2 separate regions of the Sus scrofa genome follow, and region 1 is linked to region 2. The links are chromatin contacts, called in public HiChIP or PLAC-seq maps. All regions are on one chromosome and are shown on one strand. Each heading gives the region's core, a stretch centred on a gene start, on an enhancer-like site or on the middle of the called end of the contact. The rest is flanking DNA. Distances are from core to core; before and after follow the strand shown.

Region 1 (6,160 bases), core at 3,590-6,089, 270 kb before region 2:
TTTTATTTTACCCTGTGTGAAAATATAATATAGGAGAGCTTAAAAAATCAGTTTTTGAGCACATCTGGCAGACTTTCCAATAAGTAATTTTATTTTGTCTTCATACTTTTGTATTTGGGTTTTTTAAAGTACTTGTTTTACTATAATTACCCTCAGTTGTGTTCAAGAAAATCTAGTCATCCTTATGTAGATCAAATCCCATTTTTTTCACTTCATAGGATGAACTCTTGATTTGGAATTTAATTAAATAATGGATGGAAACATCCACTTAAACACACGATTATATCCTTTTAGAATTTATATTTGTACTTTAATAACTGTAGTGAAAGTAAGTTATTTCATGTTACTATAAAAGTAAATTAAAATATATGAATCGAACTTCTTTTAAATAGAAATTTTAAATGTCATCTCCAATTTCATTAATCCTTTATTAGAAAAAGACTCTGTCACTTTTGCAATTTATTTTTGGTTGCTAATAATTTCTTTGGAAAGCCCAAAATTAAAGCCAAATGTCTTTCAGGGCAGTATAATGTGAGCTAAATAGTATTGACATGTGTTGGCAAAACATGTACAGCAAAACAAAGGGAGAATTATGCTTGGGTTTTGCAAATTCTGTTAGAAGTTCTTTCTTAAACAATGAAATGTTTCTATATTTTTAGGGCAAATGGGAAGAAATTTTACTTTGTCACTATGTCAATTTTGCTCTCTTGAGTGACCTCTCCTGGCATTTCTCAGATGTAGCTCACATCAGGAGTGGCTTGATGAACCAGTCAGTGCCTTATTCATAGAAAACCATAATTTAATATTTCACTTCATATTTTGTGCAGTAACTTATTAAAATTATTATAATAGAGTTTTACATAAAATTAGAAATGTTTCTATTTAAAAAGCTATCCAGAATGTCTAGAAACATTTATTACTTTATAACTATTCTCTTTCCCCTCTTGCTATTCTCTTGGGACACACACGGGACACACCACTTTTCAGGTGCCCCTGCTTTAAAATCATGCAGAAACCATCTGCCAAAAGTCTTGGTTATTTTTCTTTCTCCTATCTTTCTGAAGCAAAATGTCATGGTAAGTATAGAGGCCCCAACTTAGCAACACTTCCCGTAAATAAAGGAAATGGTTTCTCATCCCAAGTGCTTCAGAGCTCCTGCGAAGGCAGTGGAAAAAGTCTGCAGAGGAAATCTTTTGAAATGTAATCAGCAGCAGCTTTGGGTGGAGCCCTGAAATAAGACCTTACCTTTCTATATTGACTTCTCAATTGAGGAACTTGAGGTCAAATGTCAACTAGAATATTATAAAATGCTGTCCATAGAAACAGAGTTAGGTCTTGTGTGTTATAATTAATCATTTGGAAAATATATATATATATAAATATTTTGTTTCAGACCTCATATCTCCATGCACATATTATACAAATTGGCAACAAGATAAAACTTAATTAAAAGTAAAGCATATCTTAGCATTGTTTGAGGTTATAAAAATTATCCTTGTATAAAATATTTAAGTGACTCATTTCTCCACCTATAGCCAAGTGCCCCAAAGAAGAAAGTAAAAACAAGCAAATTTATTTATTCCATTATTAATGTGATTGAACAAATAAATAGTCTTGTCAAACTGAAGATCCGACAAAAAATAAGCATTTAAAACTAATGTGATTTTTCCTTTAAATTTTAAATTGTATAACTTTCTGCATTATGAAATACTTGAACCACTTAATAGTGATGAATATACTATATATTGTGCCTCTATTTTTAAATATCCCATGTACATTGTACCTAAATGTTTTCTTATAGTTGTATTTATATAAATGAGATGTATATAATTTAGGATCATTTGTTAGGAAAAAAGCGTATCTAATTCTATTTACGACAGTTGGCAAGGGAATTCTGAGTATAAATTTGGTCTACTAGATACTTAAAGTTCATAGGGAAGTTAGAAGAGAAAAATTTCTTACTTAAAATTGGAAAAAAGCAATAGTAAGCCTTCAAGCAAGTGTGTGAGGTTTTTTTTCCCCTTTCATGTAAAAATGGAAAAAATGTTTCTTCTTCATGTTACTGAAATCTGTAATCCAACCAGATAGAAAAAAAATCATGTTAATGCACCTTTCTCTAAGACACAGGGCATATTCTTTGACACCAAAACCTTGAGACCAATAGATCAAGTCTACAGTTCAGATACTGACTATAGCACCATCTGAAGAGGTTCTTTTACTCAGAATATTTGAGACAACAAATGAATTCGTTGAGGACATAGCCAATTCTATGAAAAAAGAAGTGTCCATAGATACATGCAGTTTAAAACTTTTAATAATGGGAGTTTCTGTCATGGTTCAGCAGTTAACGAACCTGACTAGCATCCATGAGGATGCGGGTTCGATCCTTGCCCTTGCTCAGTGGGTTAAGGACCCAGCATGGCCGGTGAGCTGTGGTGTACGTGGCAGACATGGCTAGGATCCCACGTTGCTGTGGCTCTGGAGTAGGCTGGTGGCTACAGCTCCAATTCGACCCCTAGCCTGGGAACCTCCATATGCCATGGGTGAGGCCCTAAAAAGACCAAAAAAAAAAAAAATTAAATTAAAAAAACACCTTTTAATAATGTTCTTAAAAATACTGTGTTAACTTGGATTTTATGGCAATTCTCTTGCCTCACTAAACCTGACTTAACAGCAGCATTTGGTACAAATGATCATTCCTTCCTCCTTAGGACTGTGTTCTTTACTTGGATTCTGAGGCACCACACTCTCTTAGTTGTCCTCCTAGTTTATTGGTTTCTTCTCCTCAATCCCTTCTGTTGATGTTTCCTCATCTCTCTAACCTATAAGTAGTGAAAGGCTTTAGTTTTTACCATCTAAATTTTCCTATCTACACTTATTCCCTAGGTGATCATTTTTGGTTATATGGATTTAAACACCATCTATACTCTAGCAATTCTCACATGTATACATCTGGTCCAGGATCATGCCTGTGAACTTTACTCCTATATTCAGATGCCTACTTGACACCTTCACTTGGAAATTTAATAGGCATAACAAGCTCTACTAGTCCAAAATTGAAATCTTTAGTTGTCCTTACAAATTTCTGCTTCTACCATCTTCTCCATATGAAATACAGCACCTCCGTCTTCAAGTTGCTTAAGCCATTAAAGATGGGACAATCTTTGACTTCTCTCTTTCCCTTATACTTATATCCACTCCTGTCTGTTCTTCCTTCAATGTATACTTAGAAATCCTGTCTGTTCTACCTTCAATGTATACTTAGAAATCAACTACTTTTTACCATATCTCTGAACTGGATTATTTTAATAGTTTTCCAGTTACCCCAGTTATCCCAGTTTCAATAGTTACCCCAGTTAAAACATATCATGTCACTTCTTGCTCAATATATTCCAGAGGTTTCTAAACTTTTAAGTCTATCTGAATTGTCCTATATTTTATTTTCTAAATCTCATTATTATGGGGCTACATTTTCTAACTAATGTCTAGCAGTTTTCTCTCACAAAATATTATCATTTTACTTAGCCTAAGACTAGTGTCTGATACATAGGTTTCATTTTATAAAGAAAGTTTCTTTTGCTATTTTGCATGAATATTTTTTTATTTTTTATTTTTTATTTTTTTTGTCTTTTTGCCATTTTCTTGGGCCGCTCTCATGGCATATGGAGGCTCCCAGGCTAGGGGTTGAATCGGAGCTGAAGCCACCAGCCTACGCCACAGCAACGCTGGATCCGAGCCGCGTCTGCAACCTACACCACAGCTCACGGCAATGCCGGATCGTTAACCCACTGAGCAAGGGCAAGGATCGAACCCGCAACCTCATGGTTCCTAGTGGGGTTCGTTAACCACTGCGCCACGACGGGAACTCCTTTTTTTTTTTTTTTTTTAATATTTTTTTTAGGATATAGAAATGGAACTTGGGGTAGGATAGGTTTTTCAATCCTTGCATGGTCAAGGTCCAATTAAATTTCTACATTTCTTATGAAAGTCTGTTAGTCTTTTACGTAAAATGCAGAAAAGTTGGGGTAAGAGGAGAACACATGAGAACACATCCTGACACCACTGATTATTTGATACACCAGAAGTTTCACGTAGAATAGATTTTTGGTCTACTGAAAAATAGCTATGTTGGTTAGATAAAATGAGGGGATGCCATCTCTCTCTGGTCTGCCTTCAACTGGTCTGCCCTATTGCCTCAAAAAATACCTTTTGAATATAAGAATACATAAATGTTGAATAGATAGGTAGACTAGTGAATAAATGAAACCAAGTCAATTAGGTTACATAGTTCAACCCTTTTAACCAGAGGTTTCCTCAATTAAAGTTAATGATTTTTTTTTGTCCTTACTTACTACTTTGTTTATATTCCTAGTAGGATACTTGTTACCACCTGCCTTGAATATTTTTAATTATGGATGTATGTGTTCCCACTACAATAGTTCTTACAGTAGCCAGGGCTTATATCTTACACACTTGAGGTTTCCCAAATATCTCACATAACATCTTGTTTATATCTTCTATACCTTCTTCATAGTAATTTTTTAGTAAACATTTACTGACCTTATTGATCATATAATATCTTGGTTATGGTTCAGTCATTCCTTCTGTGTTCACTGTGACTGGTGTCTCTCACCTAAGCCTCCTCTCCATTCCTGGCACAGAAAGTCTGCAAATACATTACCTAGGCCCCTTGTCAGATGTGACTACCTATTAGTCACCTCTTGCCTGGTGGAAGATTGAAAAGTAGGAAGAGGAGGAGGAGGATTTTTTTCTAGCTCTGGCAGTGTTTTTAAGCAGTTGTTACAGTGGAAGCAGAAGTAGCATCAGAAGGCAAGTACAGTTCGTATCCTGGGTTCTTACACAGACATCTCAGTTCCAGAAGCAACAGCCTCAGTGGCATAGGTCACAGGCAATAAAGATTTCCCTGCTGTTTCTTCAGCTTCGTGGAGTAATATCCTGATGTTCCTAATTTTCACTTGCTTGTGTTTGTTTTTCAAATTTCTAACATCTTAGCCAATTCCTAGTATTAAGTTCCTTTTATTTTCCTTGTTCTGACTGGATACTTACTTGATATACCTCTCAAAGGATACTTATTGTTCCCCATGATTGAATTTAAGTAAACTTTGATCTTCCTGATTTGATTTATGGAATAATATTTCAATCTAAAGGCACCTCTTAGATTAGTGTACTCCATAGGTGACTAACCTCAACTACTATTTATTAATTTGTTCTAAAACTCAAAATGTGACTTCTTGATATTATACCCAAATACAGAGAACTTGCCTTAGTATATTACTCTATATATGAGCCACATCATACAATCACAGTTGAGTTGGGATTCAGCTTCCAAAATATAAGATACATTCATTCATTTATTCTTTAACAAATATTCATTGCATCCTGCTAAATGTCCCACACTCTTCAAGACTCTGGAGATAGAGTAATGACCAAGATAGCCAAACATTTGCTTTCTTGGATCTGACCTTTTATTTCTCTTTTACACTTAAACTGCTTTTAATTGCTAATGTAGTAGTTCCAAACTTCTTCCTGAGTAGAAACTATGTTTGAATTCCTTTACATCAGATAGATTCTAGCTTGGAATGGGGTTTTGGACAGTTAATGGACAACTTGATGTACTTTTAAAAAAATTTTTATTATAGTTGATTTACAATGTTCTGTCAATTTCTGCTGTACAGCAAAGTGACCTGGTTACACACATATATACATTCCTTTTCTCACATTATCATCCATTTTATTCCATCACAGGTGATTAGATATAGTTCCCTGTGCTATATAGCAGGATTGACCTTCTATATTATTGGGAAGCAGATATTAAACAGATAAATAAATTCATACACAAAACCTTTTCTATCAATAATATGTAATCTGTAGAACATAAAATCATATAATCAGAACAATGGCCTACCATAATGAAGAGAATGTAAACCCTATTACCTAAAAATGGTATTTCACCTCTTTGGTTATTCTCCCTAAAACCCATAACCATAATCTAACTATAAGGAAGACATTAGACAATCCCAAACTGAGATACATTTCACAAAAATTCCTGGCCAGAACTCCTCAAAGCCATTACATTCATCACTCAGAGTCTTGAGGACTCCAACTCTATCAGTGACTGTTTCAATATTGTAAGGATATA
Region 2 (6,241 bases), core at 1,590-4,089:
GCCTCTCTGGACAGCTGACATTGCCAGAGGCCTCTGTCTCCATCAGCTTAGAAGCTTCAAACCTTGAGGCATTAATCCCATTATATGGCTGTCAACCAGTCCAGCATAAAATTCAAGCCCCTCACTGAGCTTTCCTTTCATATGCTGTCATTTCTGAACCACTCAAGGATTTTTCAACCCTAACTGCCCAATGCTATTCTCTTTCCCAACACTTTCCTTTGTACCCTCTAGAATTCTTTTCATCATTTGGTTTTTTGTTTTTTAATTAGTTTATGTAACAATGAATAAATATCACTTATGTGGAAAGAAGGCAGTGTTTAATTTCTACTTTGTTGTTTTTATAAATGGATTTAATTTCTACTTTGTTTTTATAAATACTGAGCAAAACTGTTTACATAACAATGTGGGATAAGACGGATGGAAATGAAAGCTTTGATATTAGCAATATAACTCAACTATTGAAGCCTTTCAAATTATTTGCCAAATATCATGGTGATTTGTTATCAAAAAGCATACTTTAATGATCTATTAGCTCCTTCTATTGTTTTGAAAGCAAAGTATTAGAAACCCTTGATTGTCAAAAGAATTTGTTTCTGAGCTATTAGAGACTTTCACTTTCTTACCATCAGTACAAAATTTCCTTTTGTTTAGTGCCTCAATGATTTTTCACACCAGATTGGGCTTAAGATATAATTTTGTTTTCTAAAGTGGAAGATGTATGGTTGCAAAAGGAAGTAGAAAAGACAAAACAATGTTCTAACTGAAGTTCTCAGACCAGCTAATATTTGGAAAGAGTGGATATGGGAAAAGAGGATGTCGAATCTCTTAAAATTACTCTAAACCCATTTACTTTTTAAAGTCTTTGCGGACTTCCAGAAGTATACATACCTTAGTTTGAAGACCACTGGTGCCCTGCCCTGGTAAATCTCACCCTTGGGTCAGCTGGCTTTAGCAGCACTGAGTGCCATGTTCTCTTTCTCCCTTTCTTTGAGTGTCCATATTCCATCAAAATGTAGACTCAGTATATATACACTGTCTTCACTTTCTCACTTTCCACATAGTCCTCAGTCATACTGTACGCAGTAATTCATTCTCGTAACGCCACTGAACCACTCATATAAGAGTCACTGACAATTTCCCCATCTATACATCCATGAACTTCTTTTATTGCACAAATGTCTGAACTTCTTTGCGGCATTTGACTCTGACAACCACTCCATTTTTCTTGAAATTCACTACTCTTTATGCCACCACTTTATTCCTTCCTTTTGAGCCTGCTTTCCAATACCATCTTCCACTATCAATCCTAAAATGTTCTTCTGCAGGATTTCCGCCATTGGCCTTTTCCTTTCCTCACAGATATCTCTGCCTTGATAATCTAATCCACTTCCGTGACCCCTCCATCATGGTAATTTCTGTATCTCCAGCTCAAACATTTCCATCTAATGCAAATGCTTTATAGTCAATACCTGTCAGACAGCTTCACTTTACTGTCTGCTACACTGCCTCAAAATGGAAAATCTGAACTCATTATCTTTCCTACCAAACTTGTGCCTCTTCTGGAATCTCAAATTTTAATGAAAGCCACTATGAAACCTTCTAAATAGGAAGACCCCAATAGTCTTTCTCAGTTTCTCAAACTTCTGCTTCTATATGTGACTAAGTTTTATGGAAAAAACTCTTACACATGTGTTTTCTCTGTTCATATCTATTAATGTATCCTTTTAACAAATATTTATTACACACCTCTTATGTTCCAGGTACTATTCTAATTATAATAAACAGAAGATAAAGATAGATTTTTCCTTGTGTATATAGATGTGTATACATGTGTATGTGTGTGATAAAGCCTCATCTTAGAGGTGTATCATAAAATTTATCCAACAAATTTTTTAAAGATTTATTTTTTTTGCCATAAAAGGAAGGCCTTAAGAGATATCAATTTACTTAATATTTCTTTATACTCTTTCCCTACAATATGGAATAATCCTATATCCTAAAATTTCTATACTCTCTATGTTGTTTGATAATGGTCTCTTGTTATGTAATTTAGTATTGTGAATAAATTAACACTGAAATTGTCTTTTCCTATGAAAAAATAGCATGAAAGAGTGCAATTTCCTGTAAGGTTTGAGGAAAATTCTCAAAGAAAAATTAGAAGATCATGGCCCCAAATTAACTAATTAATGAGTTTTGTAATGCTTTATTAAAATAAGAATACATTTCCACAGGATCCCCCTACCCTTTATGGCTGAAAACATATTACAATGTTGACCACATTAAAAGAAAATACTCCAAATGATTCACTTCAATGCATTTTTATGTACTTTTATTTGAAAAATACTTTAGCATGTTATTTTTCCTTTAAAATATAGTATTAGTTGTATTAAGCAAAATGACAAATTTTTGGCATACTAAGGAAAACGGAACTAAATATGAAATAACTTTTTTGATATAAAGCTATTTCTGGCCTTTGAAGATATAACCTAGGGCATATCTTCACTATTTAATGTAAGATGAAGCTGATGTTCAGATGAATTAATGTCAAGTCAACATAAAGCTAAAACCAGTGATGCTACATTGGGTAGTGGGGGGGGGGATAAGTTAAAAATATCTAACTTATAAATTATTCAATACATCCTCCTAATAATAAAGTTTACCAGTCAGCATGACACTAAGCTATTCAGTTATTGCTCATATCCTTTAAAACACATTTATAAACTAGATAACAGAAGAAGGAAATATTACATGTTTGATCTTCTCTATTGGCCAAATGTCTTTCATAACCTATTGAGGAAAAGAGCCACTTACTGAAAACCCAAACTACAGATGCAGGAAACTTACTCATTACTGTCATTCCTGTGTGTAATTGCTTTCTTTTTCTAGTCCCTTGATGTAGATTACCACCCCAGCAGCTGACAGTAATTTGAATAGGTAAAATAAAATAAGCATTTGAGTAGACAGTAATTATAACACACAAACTGATTACATTATTAAGTGTACAATTCACATCATCATTCTTGGAAAGATAAATAAAAACCTGTTTATGAACAAGCAATGGTTTAATAATTGGTCACCCAGCAACGTTCAGATTCACAGTGCTATGCTGCCACCTAGTGGAATAAAAACAGGATTCTAGTGCTGTCAAGAAATCCTGTTTTTAAGCTTTTCAGATGTTAACTAACTTATGAAGTAAATCACACACACACACACACACACACACACGTGTGCATGCATTACACATATAAATATATGCCAAAAAACAATATGACCTTGGTAAGAAATTACTTGAAAGCAATTGAAAGCAGTTGGTATCGGATCCCAAATAATAACACCTCCTATGAAAATTAGATTTACTTGAAAGTAACCATGGAGTTTTCTTTATTTTCATTTTAATCAAAGTTTGAGTGAATATATTTATAATCAATGTTTATTAAAAATTAGCCCCTACCACTCTACACCCTTCTTCTTCTTCTATTACTAGTTGATTTTATTTTTATATCTATATCTTCAAATGACTTTTGTCTTTTTTGGGGGGGAGCTGCACCTGCGGCATATAGAAGTTTCCAGGTTAGGGGTCGAATTGGAGCTACAGCTGCTGTCCTAGGCCATGGCCACAGCAATGCCAGATCTAAGCCATGTCTGCAACCTATATAGCACAGCTCACGGCAATGCCAGATCCTTTAACCCATTGAGCAAGGCCAGGGATCAAACCCATGTCCTCATGGATACCAATCGGGTTCATTACAGCTGAGCCACAACAGGAAATCTTCAAATGACTTTTTAATTTTTCCATGTATTTCCCACTATGGAAATTAAGGGTTTAGCTTTTTTTCACCCCTACCCTACCACATACATTCATCCTTCCCATCCTCTCCTTCCCACAAGAGAGTTCCAGCATACTTTTATTTATGTCATTATTCAGTATGTTAAAACATGAATATGTAAATATTGGTCAGAGTAAATCCATGTAGTAAACTACACATGTTTTGCATTTCTGTACAATATTTTTATTCCTAGAATTATTTGTTGAAGAAGGGTTTATTTGTTTGTTTGCTTCTAAGCAAGCCTGGTTCCCTAGAAAATCAAGTCTAAGGTAAAACATATATGCCAGTATTTTACCATGGGGTAAAAATCCAGGAGCACAGGAGTAAAGGAAAGGAGAGGCAGGCAGGAAAATAATATAAGCAAAAACGAGGGAATGAATTATTGAAACTGATCTCTGGTTGGTATCAAAAATAGCTGATTGTTCTATCTTGCAGGAATGTCTTCAGAGTCTATATTTCAGGAGAGTATGGAATGGGGCAGGGAATCAATTTATCAACCAGTCCCTGTCTCCCATTAGTCTCCCCAGGGGTGTTAAATTCCCAGCATTTCCAAGTCCCAGTCATACTGGCTTGCCCATGGTTTTGCCCAGGTTAGTGTTGAAAGTCCTGCTACCTGGCACTCCCCTTAGAACTGGACAGACCAGGACAGTTGGTCACCAGGACATCTCATATTCAACAGCAACAGGTCAACCTGAGGAATTCAAGCCTAGAGATGAGATACTGTTCAGGTTGGACCCACATAAGGAAGCAGTTACCCAAAAGCTACCAAAAGAATTATGACCAAGATAACCTGAGGTGGCATATAAGAGATCTTATATTGTTTATTCCTATCACCGATTTAACCAGAAACTCTAAAAATCATCCCCAAATAACCTCTCAAAAATGTGGACCTATCACGTATTCTATGACATTATCCATCAATTTTATTCCTTAAAAAAAGTCTGGAGTTTTCAGAACTGCTCCAGTCTGGACTGTTTTTCTTCTCCTTATACAGTTATCATCCTGGGAATTCCTCCTACATGTATCTCCATTAGATTTCCTGTGTCCAGTAGCCTGAGTCTTTCTTTTTATTAGTTTACTTCTGTGTTTTAGGGGGAACATGTACTCCAGTAGCTTCCTGAGGGGAAAACAATTAATGGAGGTGGGGGTAAATATTCTAAAACCTTACATGTCTAAAAATGTTTTTATCCTATTTGTATAATACTAAGTTTGGCTAGGTATGGATCGTGAAATTTGAAATCACTTTTCTTTAGAACTTTGAAGGCCATGTCTTATAGTTTCAGTGTTGTTGGTGAAAAGTAATATTCCTTTTTTTGTTTTTTGGGGTTTTTTTTTGGCGGGGGGGGCACGTGAAGCATTTGGAAATTCCCAGGCTAGGGGTCAAATCAGAGCTACAGCTGCTGGCCTACACCAGAGCCACAGCAACACGGGATCTGAGCCATGTCTGTTCACCTACACTGCAGCTCGCAGAAACACCAGATCCGTAACCTACTGGGCAAGGATCAAACCCGCAACCTCATGGATGCTAGTGGGGTTACTTGCCACTGAACCATAATGGGAATTCCAGAAGTGAAATTCTGATTCTAGAACCTTTAGTCAGTTGAACTCTCCCTCTCTCTCTCTCTCTCTCTCTCTCTCTCTCTCTCTCTCTCACACACACACACACACACACACACACACATACAGAGTTTAAAATCTCTCTGTCCCCATGATTATGAAATTTTTACATTCATGGACCTCGGTAATGGCCATTAGGGCCATGGCATACCCCACAGAGGTGGGCATTGCACAATTACACTTATGCACAGAGGTTACCCCCTAGGGCAGGTTCAATGTCCAACCTATATGCCCACCTCAGCAGATGTGATTTTTACACTTTATAAGCCCTTTTCAATTAGTTAATTAATGCTTTTCAGTTATAGAAAAGTTTTTGAACTGTTTCTTTAGAGTTTTCTTCTTTTTTCCCTTCTTTGGTCTTTTTCTGAAGCTTCCGTTAATTAGGTCTTAGACCTCTTATACTGTCTTACAATATTATTTTCTCAATTAAATTCTCTTTGATTTTGTGGCTGGTGGTGGTAGTTGGGTTTGGTTGTGGTTTTGTTATATTTGTTTTCTATTAGGGGAGCATTCCTCAGTTCTTGCAATCCTGAGCTTTCTTGTGTCATATTTTAAATTGCTAAATGCTCTTTTTTGTTGTTCTCTTAAATTTTCTTAATAATAACATCCTGGGGTTTTTTTATGGTTTCAATAGACTTATCTCTGAAAAGTTTGTGTAAAATCTTAATGTTTTCTTCTCGCTGCTGAGAATCTGTTTCTTCCTTAAAGTTTATTGCTGTTAGTTATTTGATCTCTATCTTTTATGTTAAAAGTCTCCCTTAGGTTTGTAACCCTTAATTACCAGCTCATATTTAAGA

The links. HiChIP or PLAC-seq counts read pairs in DNA pulled down with a chosen protein or histone mark.
Region 1: a contact with region 2 is called in an H3K27ac HiChIP or PLAC-seq map of alveolar macrophages. The contact joins two enhancer-like sites. A contact is called at or near these places in 3 of 47 Hi-C or Micro-C datasets (epiblast stem cells, fetal heart ventricle and skeletal muscle) and 2 of 2 datasets of contacts at active chromatin or transcription factors (alveolar macrophages and skeletal muscle).

The regions. Positions count from the first base shown.
Region 1 is chr15:92,143,475-92,149,634 of Sscrofa11.1, reverse strand. No RefSeq gene overlaps it. Among named protein-coding and RNA genes, the nearest start is that of CALCRL, 130 kb to the left of the region's middle. Within about 2 kb of position 4,839, at least 1 of the 83 cell types and tissues checked has an H3K27ac peak or open chromatin away from gene starts, as enhancers often do. A contact at or near this core is called in alveolar macrophages, where this site is marked.
Region 2 is chr15:91,872,404-91,878,644 of Sscrofa11.1, reverse strand. No RefSeq gene overlaps it. Among named protein-coding and RNA genes, the nearest start is that of ZSWIM2, 10 kb to the right of the region's middle. Within about 2 kb of position 2,839, at least 2 of the 83 cell types and tissues checked have an H3K27ac peak or open chromatin away from gene starts, as enhancers often do. A contact at or near this core is called in alveolar macrophages, where this site is marked.